Linked DNA regions of Hordeum vulgare: region 1 is linked to region 2. The links are chromatin contacts, called in public Hi-C maps. All regions are on one chromosome and are shown on one strand. Each heading gives the region's core, a stretch centred on a gene start, on an enhancer-like site or on the middle of the called end of the contact. The rest is flanking DNA. Distances are from core to core; before and after follow the strand shown. Region 1 holds the start of LOC123395373 (serine/threonine-protein phosphatase PP-X isozyme 2). Region 2 holds the start of LOC123398464 (amino acid transporter ANT1-like).

Region 1 (5,761 bases), core at 2,615-5,114, 160 kb after region 2:
GGGCTGACCAAACGCTACTCCATAACTCGGTAGTTATAAAGGTAGGGTTCAGGATTGTCCAGGCCCATGCTGCGAGACGTGGTCGAGCAAGATGGAATTTGCCCCTTCGATCACGAGAGATATACTCTTGGCCCCTCGGGTGATCCGACTTGGATAAGCATGGCCATGCGGTGAGGATTATGAGATAATCCAAAGTGTTGGTCGGATTCATCGGAATAAGAAAGAGGTCATGCTGCAACAAGGATGGCCATGTCGCCTTGAGCACGATAACATATATCGTGTGACAAAGGGAACATAAGTATGAAGTACATGTTTGCCTAACCAGCTTCATCGGACACTTGGAATCGGCATGCTTTGCTAGAGGCCACTACTGACTAGCCGAGTCGAATGTGATGTGACTCGCGACCAAGTGAACGAGAGCCTAAGGGGTAGCACGCTTAAGGGAACAAACTTGTGGGATTTAGGACCTGTAAAAGGTCCAAGAGTTGAGCCCGTGACGGATGCCTATATATAGTGGAGGTTCAGTACACTCATTCGGTTGACAACTTCGACGTCATCATTAGGGCTTTGCATTTATTGCAACTAGCCACCTTCACTTGCTGGCGATTGTGTCATTGGACCTAGCAGTCTGTCGCACGGTGTTCCTTCTGCACGCGTGGACACCGTTAGAGGCGGTGCACTTGCGCCACTCTAGTGAACCTGTACGTGGGATCCGGCGACTGGCTGTTCGAGGAAGATCAGACGAGGAGGAGACGAATCACACGGAAGCGCTGCCCCAACTCCACTTCTGCTGCACGACACTGCGCGTCTTGTGGCAACGATCCGTGATCTACCTCCCTAGCATGTTCTTGGATGTTTGGCGCGTAGGAAAAATTTAATTTACATGTGATGCACATATGATAGATTCCAACACGTCCATAGTTACATGACTCGCAAAAGGTGTTGCTTGATGTGGCTCAGAAATTAAGATGGTATTTGCATGGTGAGACAACTCACAGGAAGAGGTGTTAGGTTGAACACCTGGCCTGGAGAATTATTAGGCCTAGAAAACCACGTCATAAACTCGTTTGGGGAGATGTTTGTTGTGTAAGTGTAAACGAGTCAGTTTTTAGCCGTTGTCACACCTTCTATTTCCATCGAGTGGGCCATGTCAAGTGCGAACCACATTTGCGATATTACAAACCTGCCTAAATCAAGCTTTTCCACACCATCAACCAAACAACTTCAGAAAAATTCCAGGCACAACTGTACACTAGACATGGCAGGACACAATTCGAACTATCGTAAAGTGCGCATGTGGATGCTTTCAATGCACTATTTGAAATATCTTAGAAAATTAGAACACCTTTAAGTCTGTCAAGCCACACACATGAGAATATATATTGATAAAGGCTACACAAAAACACACTCCACAATATCCGAAAGGAAAGATGAACATGACACCATTATTCATTCACTAACTTCTTTTTGATTATAATAAAAACTACTTCCTCTCTACCTAAATAATTGTAGTTGAGAATAACTAAACTAGTTCTCTCAACTACAATTATTTAGGTATAGAGGAAGTACTATTTTTTAACTATAAAGAGATTAGTGTAGCTTACGACGACACCTTTGATCGATTATAAAATAAAAGGTAATATCTACCATTAAATTAGGAGAAAAAACATGAAGGAGTTAAGAACCTGAGAGCATGTCCAATAGTCGCGCTATATAAGCGCCACGCTAGAAAAGTTGCATTTTTTTGCGCGCGTGCAGCCGCTTCGGGCGCTCCAGCAGAAGCGCAAAAACCGCGCGCGCGACATAAGCGGTTCAACGCGTGGAACGAAACAACATCACGCATCGCTTATTTCATGCGCCCGCTCCCGCGTGTTGGACAACGATGACTAGCGCGCGACTTCCACCCACCACTAGATCCAGGCGTTGCCGCCGCCGCCTGCGCCACCCCATTTGCTCCGGCGACACGACGATGCTTTCCCGGCCTATCCCTACGCCGCTGGTGCTTCCTCCGTTTCCCTCTACCCGTCGCCGCCCCTTGCGCGCACCATTCCTATGACGAACAACGTCTGGCCGCCGACTACCGCTCTGCGCCCACAAGGTGTTCGACAAAACGCTTGCAAGGTATGTATTGCTTCAACTTCAACTTTTTTACATGAATATGATGCACGTTTTTTGTAGTTTTTTAGACTGGTTTAATTCAATATTCTAGACGAGTTCATCATATAATTCTTCTGAAGAAGAATTTGATATTGAAGAGGAGGAGGACCTAGCAATGATCCTAGCTATGCACATCAACAAAAAGCCGAAACACGGTGGTTCGGTTATGGATCGATAGAAAATTTGGAAGGATAAAATTGATGCCCACAATAGATTGACGATGCACTATTTTATGGAGAATCCCACATACCCCGAGTCCTACTTCAGGCGTCGTTTTAGGATGAGCACCGAGTTGTTGAGGCGCATTGCAGAGAAACTGGCGAGCCATGATCAGTTCTTTCAGCAAAGGAGGAATGCCGCTGGAGAACTCGGGCATAACAGCTTTCAAAAGGTGACACCCGATTTGCGTATGTTGGCGTACGGTATTTCCGGCTGGTCTAGTTGATGGTCACTTGGCCATGGGTGAAAGTCAGGCCATCATGTGTGTCAAGCGCTCCGCAGTCCGAATTGTGCAAGTGTTTGCCCCAGAGTATTTGAGATCTCCCAATGCTAAAGACGTCGCAAGGCTATTGGAGATGAACAAAGCTCGCGGGTTCCCAAGTATGCTTGACTCAATAGATTGCATGCGTCGGAGTTGGAAGAACTGTCCTAAGGCATGACATGGACAATTCCATGGCCAGAAAAAGGGTTCCACTATAATCCTTGAAGCGGTGGCCGATCAAGAGACTTGGATTTGGCATGCTTTTTGTGTGGATCTTTGAATGACATCAACGTTATTAATCGATCACCACTCATCAATAAGATTGCAAATGATGAACTGTCACCGATGGAGTTTGTAGCAAATGGCCATACATACAACTATGACTACTATCTTGCGGATGGCATCTATCCATAGTGGCAAACATTTGTGAAACCGTTGAAAAAAATAGAAGGTAAGGAAAATCTAGATTTCCACAATGCTCAAGCGGCGGCTCGGAAAGATGTGGAGAGAGAGCTTTTGGATTTTGCAAGCCTAATTTGCTATTGCGAGAGGACCGACTATATTTTGGGATCAAAATATCCTTTGATACATCATGCACGCTTGTGTGATCATGCATAACATGATCATCGAGAATGAACGTGACCAATATTTAGACCTCTCAGTATGAGCTCTTGGGACATCCCGTGTAAGTGTGGCGGAGTGCTGCGAGGGTGGCCCCATTTGTTGCCTCCTATCATGTCATTCGACGTGACCAAACACATAATGATCTTAAAAAAGATCTAATCAAGAAGTGATGGACGTGGAATAGCCACAAAACGAATGATGATTTGTATGTTTGATGTTGTAGTGTCGAAAATAAACTATTTGTTGTACTGGAAGATAAATTATTTGTCAAAAATTCAACTATTTATTGTTAATTTTTTTATGTGTTTGATTTTAAATTGGTTTCGTTTGGAATGTTCATATGTCGTTTGTGTTGGACGAGCGTGTTTTTTTTTTTTTGCAGCGTCTGCTGAAGCGGCTCGCGCGAGCTTTTTTTTACGACGACTGTTAGAGTCGACATTCTACGACGCATTAAAAGTCATTATTTCAACACGCTAAAATATTTTTAGCGCGTGTGACGGTTGGGTGGATGTTGAAGATGCTGTGACATGTGAAAAGAAAACATAGGCAGGCAAAAGAGAAAACGGGGCAGGGAAATCAAAAATGTTCCCCGGCGACGGGAACCGAAAGTGAGGTAACCTTACCGGCCCCGAAACGCTCGCCCCCACATGCCACCACGGCCCGCACTGCACGCGCCTCCCCCCTCCTCCCCCTCCTAACCCTAGAATCTTCCAGAATCAGCGGGAAGCAGGGAGGGCGAGGCGCGCGCCGCGCTTCCGGAAGCTTCTAGAAGCTCGAGTGGGGGAAGGAGCCGAGATGGGGACCTCGGATCTGGACCGGCAGATCGAGCAGCTCAAGCGGTGCGAGCCGCTGGCGGAGGCGGAGGTCAAGGCGCTCTGTCTCAAGGCCATGGAGATCCTCGTCGAGGAGAGCAACGTCCAGCGCGTCGACGCCCCCGTCACGGTACGTGCTCGCGCGCAGCTCCCTCTCCCTCTCCTTCTCTATTGGAAGCGGTCTGGGCGCGGTTCGATGGGGGAAATGGCGCGCTCTCGAAGCGAGTCGGGGTCGCTCCTCGAGGTCCCGGTGAAGATTGCGGGTGCTTAGGAGATGTACTGATGTGCGGGAAGGCTTCGGTTCCCTTCGTCTGGGCAACCAAACTTCACTGCGTTCTGATTGAGATTAGCTAGTGTTTGAATTAGGGCTCTAGGGTTTCGTTGACGAGGTGTTGCCCGATTTCCTGTGTCATTGTCTTCTGGAGATGGTCTCGTGAAAGCATTCTCATTCCTGTCAGGTCTTTCAAGGAAAATGATGTAATGTGCATATTCATTGGTTGTGCTTTTGCCTGATTGATATATCCAGTTAACCACACGTGCTCAAATAGTTGCGATTTAAGAAACTAATATCTGCTTCTTGCACTCAGATATGTGGAGACATTCATGGACAGTTCTATGACATGAAAGAACTTTTCAAAGTTGGAGGTGACTGCCCAAAGACAAACTACTTGTTCCTTGGGGACTTTGTTGACCGAGGATTTTATTCCGTTGAAACATTTTTGCTTCTTTTGGCCTTAAAGGTATGCTGTTGATAAATAACACTAAGATGTTTTGTATGCATATGCTGTATCTTTTAATGTTTATCGATGCCTCTGTTCCACAAAACGGTAATGACAATTTTCTTGGTCAACTGGCCCAGTAGTGACTCTGACTACACTGCCTTACCAGACTATTTTACTTGTATGGGCAAGACCTTGCTCCTTATATACATGTATAGCAGACCTGTTTATACGACAATGGTCAAAGGCTGGCACTCAGCTTGCTGCCCTGATCTGCACATGAAAGCTAATATTATGAAGCATGTATGACACTAGACTGCGCAATAACGTGAACTAGTAGTTCAAATGAATGGTGTCTGTTTACCCCTTTCTTGGTGCTGGAATGGTCACACATGTGTACCTATAACTCTTTAGTTTTGCAATAATTCCTACCTAGAATTGGAAACTATTTCTAACTTATTTTGACTGGGTCAACTTTGATACCAAAGGTAGCCTATTGTGAATATAGTCTAGGCAGCTCTGTTAGCACACACATGCTGGGGTAAGATAAAATCAATACTACCTGCTGTCTAGTAAACCGCTCATAAGAAATTTAGCATCCAAGTTGTAGTCCAGGGAGTAGAAGAATAGGGCGATTGCAGAGTCAGTAAGGAAATAAAGTGAACTGCTTAGGAGACAATCGAGGAGAATTAGGAAGTTGATTTTGAAGCTAGTATGGAAGTATTAGAGAAGGAGTCCAGAAAGGACACAAGCATATCCTCCATTTATGGATGTATTGTATCTATGACCTCCCTCCTTTTTAGCAAAGAAGATTAATGATTTATCTTTTTGTTATACAAGTTCTTGCTTAGTTATCCCCCTCCTCAAGATCTCCTTCAGTCCATGCCTTCTGGCCACCCTCTAGGTTCACATCATAGCCGTTAACGTTGCAGTCATTTTTTTTGTCATTATAGTGACGGAAATGATTG
Region 2 (5,782 bases), core at 1,450-3,949:
GTTAGTAAAGAAGTGGTAGTTTTTGAAACAAAATCGTAAAGTGGTAGTTTGTACACACGATTTGACGAATTGTGGTAGTTTTTTGTTAAATACTCGTTTATAAGAGTAAAAGATTGTAATAATGCACATTTTTTTGGTCTTTTTCACCATAAAAGTAGTGCCAATTATTTTGTGAAGGAAGCCAAATAAAGTTATTAGGTTCAGTCCAACTGAAAGCATTGAGCATGCTCAACAAGCAACAGAAAAAGTAGAATACACATGTTTAACCATTTAGGACCTGTTGAGAAAAATAAAAAATAAAAACTTTGGCTCTCGGGATCACATGACCGCTTTAAGTAAACAAAAAACAAAAAATGTACTCATCCCAAAAAGTTCAGCACGAATCTCAACTGCAAATGACTCAATACTATTTCACCACAACAAATGGGTGACCTGTGGATAAATAACAAAGAAAAGTTTTTTTTAAGTGAAAATGCTGTTCTAGCCCCTTAGTTTTTCTTAAACCCGGTTCGAATTTATCTTTACAAAAAACTTGTTACATGACTCACTCTAATAAAAAACTTTTTAACTCAGTTTTTGAAATATTTGGAATAAAAAGATCATGCGATCCGAGAGCAAAAAAAACACTATCCTAGGAAATATCCTCCTTTATTTTTATTTTTGCACACATGGCAAATAATCATACTCATTAACCAAAATTTACACGTTGATATCTCATCTCGTAGCATACATGTATGTTTTTTTGTATATATGCACGTTTTTGTCCTTCTAGAAACCAACTACGGGTAAAATCCTTCAAGACATGACACTTCCGGGGGTACAAAATAGTGTGTTATGACAAAATAGCCCAGCCCTTAAAATCCACTATAGTGGCGGTATATCACGTTATAGCCAACGATTGTACACTCATTTCATTTAGCTTAGAACGCTATAGTGCCCTATTTTTTCATTGGATACTTTAGGGGTTAAGCGAGCTCAAAAAGAAGATGAGAGGAACAGAGCCACACAAATAATTTGTGGGAAAGTTTATTTTCTGCACTACTAATAGCGATTGAGATCTTCAAATCATCACAACACTTGAAGTTTAAGCACGGATGTCGTCCAATTTTTCATGAGAGCAACTCTAGCAGACCCTGTATAATCATGACCTGCAAACGCGTTTTGCAGTTCGACGAAGTGGGGTTTTACGGGACGAAACAGAACCCGCATAATGAAACTGCATAATTTGAAAAATAAACATTCGCGGGCGAAATTGGAACCACAGTAATGATCATACAAACTACAGGGGCATCACCTACTGGAGCTCATCGGAGCTCACCAGAGCTACTACCTATCCTACCGCACTACGCAAAATGGAGCTCACCGGAGTCGAGCTCGTGCAGTAATAGATATCCTACATTCAGTCGTCGTCCTCGTCGGAGGAGAGCTCGACGTAGATGCGCTTCTGCGCGGTCGCTTCACGGCGCCACTCCACCTTGTGGCCGAAGGCGATGGCCGATGCGACACCCTGCTCGTAGAGCACGGTGTCGATCTCCTCCTCCCTCCGGCGGCGCTGCTGGTCCTCTTCCGCCTCTTGTGCACTCCGCGCCAGCAGCACGGGCAGGAGGCTATCCGCCTCCGCCGGAAGGAGGAAATCCTCCGGTCCGACGACGGCCCCGACACGTCGCTCCGGCACCACCTCGGCCTCCGGCTCCATCTTCACCGACGGGAGCTCTTCGAGCTCCCTCTTCACCGGTGGGAGGGAGGAGGACGAGCGCGAGCTCGACGCCTCGAATGAGCTGCTGCCGGAGAACAGGCGGCCGCGCACGCGGTCGTACTCCTCTCTCTTGCGACGGAGGAGCGACGGCGGCGGCGGCAGGCCCCACCGCGTGTACCGGCGGGCGGCGCACTTACGGGCGGCGTCGGATCTGACGCGACGAGCCCTCTCGGGGTCGTCGTTCCTACGGCTACCCGAGCTGGCCATCAAGGGTGGTGGATTTGAGCTGCTACGCAGCGGAATGGAGGCGCGCGGCGGCGGATTGGAGGCGCCGGCGGTGAGATGCGGGGGCTTTTCGCGGCGACGGAGGGATGGGGTTTCGACCCGCATCCAGCGGTCGAACCCGCAATTATACGGGTCGAGCGGTCGCGTTTACGGGCCACCGTAAAAATGTTACGGGTCGGGCCGCGTTTGCAGTGTCTGCTCTGGCAGGAAAACCAGCCCAAACCCGTATAGTCGTCGGATTTTTTGCAGGCCGGCCGTTTTGCGGGGTCCGATAGAGTTGCTCCGAGCAGTTCACCCAACCTGTATATAGACTGAACGCATTGCAGGGTGCAGCAGCTCCAGAATTCTATGTATTTTATTTTTGGCTTAAACCCAGATAATCAGCGGGAGAAAAACTAAAGAGGAAGATGTAAAGCAAATCTGGGTAGATACTGACGAGGAGGAGCATGCAGTAGAGCGTGGCGCAGCCGGCGGCGGCGACTCCGAGGGTTCCCGCGAGCCAGCCGGCGGCGCGGAAGGCGTAGGGCAGGCCCAGCACCCCCGTGCCGACGATGGACACCACCACGTTGCCCAGCGTCTGCGCCCACGTCGCTCCGCCGCCGCGCCCGGATCCCCCGGCGGCAGCACCCCCGTCCTCCCGCGCCAGCAGCGGCGCCGCCTTTGCCTCCGCCATCCTCCCAGCAGCAATCGCGTACGTGTCGAGAGGGCAGAGCTAAAATTGGGTTGTTTTTTTATTGGAGATGTGTTTGGTGGGCGAGGCAGCCACACGTACGACTCGCGAGGTATATATGTGCCGTGCTTTTGTCACGGGGTGAGCGAGTGAGTGAGTGAGTGAGTGAGTGGGACGTGTAAAGCGCACATGATTTTTATTTTTATTTTGCTATTAAAGCAACCCTAGCAGATCCGGTATAAAAGCACCTACAGTCGGATTGGGATAATCCGACCTCCTATAAGTTCGTCGGACGCATCCGGGCATGCCCACGATCATCCGGATGGTCCCTCATATTTTGCTTCTTTCATCTTATATCTGGACTGTCAAATCCATATAAAATCATGCACGTCAATCACATAAACTAATGTCATGCATAAATAACAAATGTAGGTACCAACATAAAGAACATTTACATTAATTTTATTTAAAGTGCACAATCAATCATTTCCTCTTTGATTTTTATTGTTGGTCCACATATGCTTCATTGGATCATTAAGTAGTTGCGTGTGCTGCATCTGCAGAAAATTTATAAGCTGAACTGCATCTTGATCTTTCGGGATTTCAACTTGTTCTCCACGTGCTTCAAAATCATTGGTTTGAGCTACACCATCACCTCATCCTCGACGATCATAGATCTTATTGTGCAAAATAACGCAATGTGCCATCGGTTGCTACAAAGTTTCTGATTCCCACATCATTGGAGTCCCATGGACAATTCTCCAACGCGCTTGCAACACTCTGAATACCCTCTCCACATCCTTCCTAGCTGCTTCATGAATTGTTACGAAGTGCTTTTGTTTATTTTCATGTGGTTTAGATATGGTCTTCACAAATGCAGCCTCCTTAGGATATATGCCATCAACGGGATAGTATCCCATGTTGTAGTCTTGGCCGTTGACGGCGTAGTTGCACGAAAGTGATTCCCCGTTGAGAATATGCTCCACTTGCCAGTCCATTTCCTCTTACATGGTCATGAGCATGAACATGTCCACTTTTTCGTCTGAATCCGATGAATCGAAGAACTCATCTTGAATCAGTTGATCAAGCTCCGTCGGTCCATACTCCTCGCCGTACAAAGCATCAGAATCTATCATTTCCCCTAAAAACTGACCAAAAAATCCGGTCAGATATTATGTCAAACACATCCAGCACAAGGCAGAGCCAGAGAGTTGTCGGACATAATGCGATGTCTTCCGACTACGACGTCCTTCACGATGAAGACGTGACAAAAGACTCCTCTCGCAGAGCTGGCGGGGTAGAGGCTATGAACGGCGTCGATGCACGGGCGACGCCAGAGCTGCGAGACGGACGATGCGAGGATGAAGAAGAGAGGAAAACAACAAATGGAGCCGGTTGTTCCGCGGGATGGATTTTGTGTAATTTACGGTGGTGTCGTGATGTCGGGTCCGACGTGGCGGGCGCGCCTGGGCTTCCCCATATCGGCCCCATATTTGGGATGGATATAAGAGATGTTGGTCAGCCCGGACGTATGAGACCCGTTTGAGGGGTCCGACTGGATCGATTTTTTTTGTGACCTGTAAGTGATCGGCCGGCTTGCCCGGGCATTTGAGACGGGTATGAGGGGTCCAGCTATAGATGCTCTAACCTCGTTGGCTGCATAACTCTCGGTCGATATAGTGTTTTTGTGTTTTGTATAGCTTTAACATGTCTCCTAGGCCCGTAAAAATTATACTCCCTCCGTTCCAAAATATAAGACCTTTTAGAGATTCCATTAGAAGACTACATACGGAGGAAAATGAGTGAATCTATACTCTAAAATATGTCTATGTACATCCGTATGTAGTTCATAGTGCAATCTCTAAAAGGTCTTATATTTAGGAACGGAGGGAGTACAAGCAAACCGGAAAACCATCCTTGAGTCGCTACATCTATCGGACCATCATTGTTTTAGGGTTTGCGTGTTCGCCGCAATCTGCCTCCTCCATCACATCTCTTCTTATTTTTGTCAAGCAATTCCACCCGGTGTAGACCCTTTCTTTGGTGACCGATGACAGGTTCTGTAAGCGGGTGTGGTGGTCGTGACCGTGGCGGGTCAGTGCCACACGAAATCTAGCACAACAATGCGATGGCCGGCAACTCCAGTCGATCCCCCCCTTCGTTGAGGCTTGGTGGCCCAAGCAAGCGCAACTGCCTCTCTCGCAGTGGGGGGTGGTCCCCTTTGGCCAATTTTCACCGCCTCCACGAAGAGCTCTACCCGCACATTATGGCATGCCGAAGGTGGATGCGGAGCTTCTCGATGTGGAGCATGCTGTTGTGGCCAGAGAAGAAGGGGTCGTCGACAGGCTCGCCGTGGAGAAGGAGGAGAACGCCTACGCCCATGCTTGTTGCGGGTCTCCCAAGGCGTTCTTCCTCGGCATCGACCACTTAGCCATATAGGTATTGGCTATGGACTCGTAGGTCTATGGTGAACTACTCACATATCATCATAAGGGCAACAAGGTTGATGAAGAGGCCTTCCGTGATCGATCGCCCTCCAACAGGATGCCGAAACAGAGCTCTATATGGCCTCCCGTCGGAACAGAGACTTGCAACAGTGTAAAAAGTGTTTCGGGACTCCTTCTAATGTTTTTAGGCTATAAGAGAATTTATAAGCGAGAGAACAGAGTTTGAAGGGCCTCGAGGGGCTCACAAGCCAACAGGGCGCCCGCTCCCTCTTGTGGCCCCCAGCCTTCCTCTGATGCTTGTTGTTCTTCTTCTGGTCTAGAAAAAATCACAAAATATTTCAGGTCAATTGGACTTCGTTTGATAAGGAAAACCTAAAAAGTGAAAAACATGCAAAAAATAGAAACTAGCACTGGGCGCTCTGTCAATAGGTTAGTGCTAAAAAATAATATAATTTGGTAATAATACCCCAATAGTATTCAAAAATGATAATATATCATCATGGAACAATCAAAAATTATAGATACATTAGAGACGTATCAGTTGCTCACCCGGGTGTGGCATTCTTGAGGCACGTTTGGGGACCTCCCGAAGAGTGAGCGGATGCGGCAAGGCACTATGTATCCGAGGAAGGGGATGCTGAGCTGAGGCATTTCTAGGCGCAATTTCAAGCCCCTAAGCAACCT

The links. Hi-C and Micro-C count contacts between places; a contact is called where the count stands out from the background.
Region 1: a contact with region 2 is called in a Hi-C map of leaf, with 5 times the contacts expected there. The contact joins the promoter of LOC123395373 here to the promoter of LOC123398464 in region 2. A contact is called at or near these places in 4 of 6 Hi-C or Micro-C datasets (leaf and seedling) and 1 of 1 datasets of contacts at active chromatin or transcription factors (embryo).

Annotation. Positions count from the first base shown.
Region 1 is chr5H:376,033,469-376,039,229 of MorexV3_pseudomolecules_assembly, forward strand. LOC123395373 (serine/threonine-protein phosphatase PP-X isozyme 2) reads left to right here and starts at 3,865. Exons shown (of 8, transcript XM_045090366.1): 1 at 3,865-4,204; 2 at 4,662-4,814. The coding sequence starts at 4,058.
Region 2 is chr5H:375,875,664-375,881,445 of MorexV3_pseudomolecules_assembly, forward strand. It overlaps LOC123398464 (amino acid transporter ANT1-like), which reads right to left and starts at 2,700. Exons shown (of 3, transcript XM_045092932.1): 1 at 2,418-2,700. The coding sequence starts at 2,654.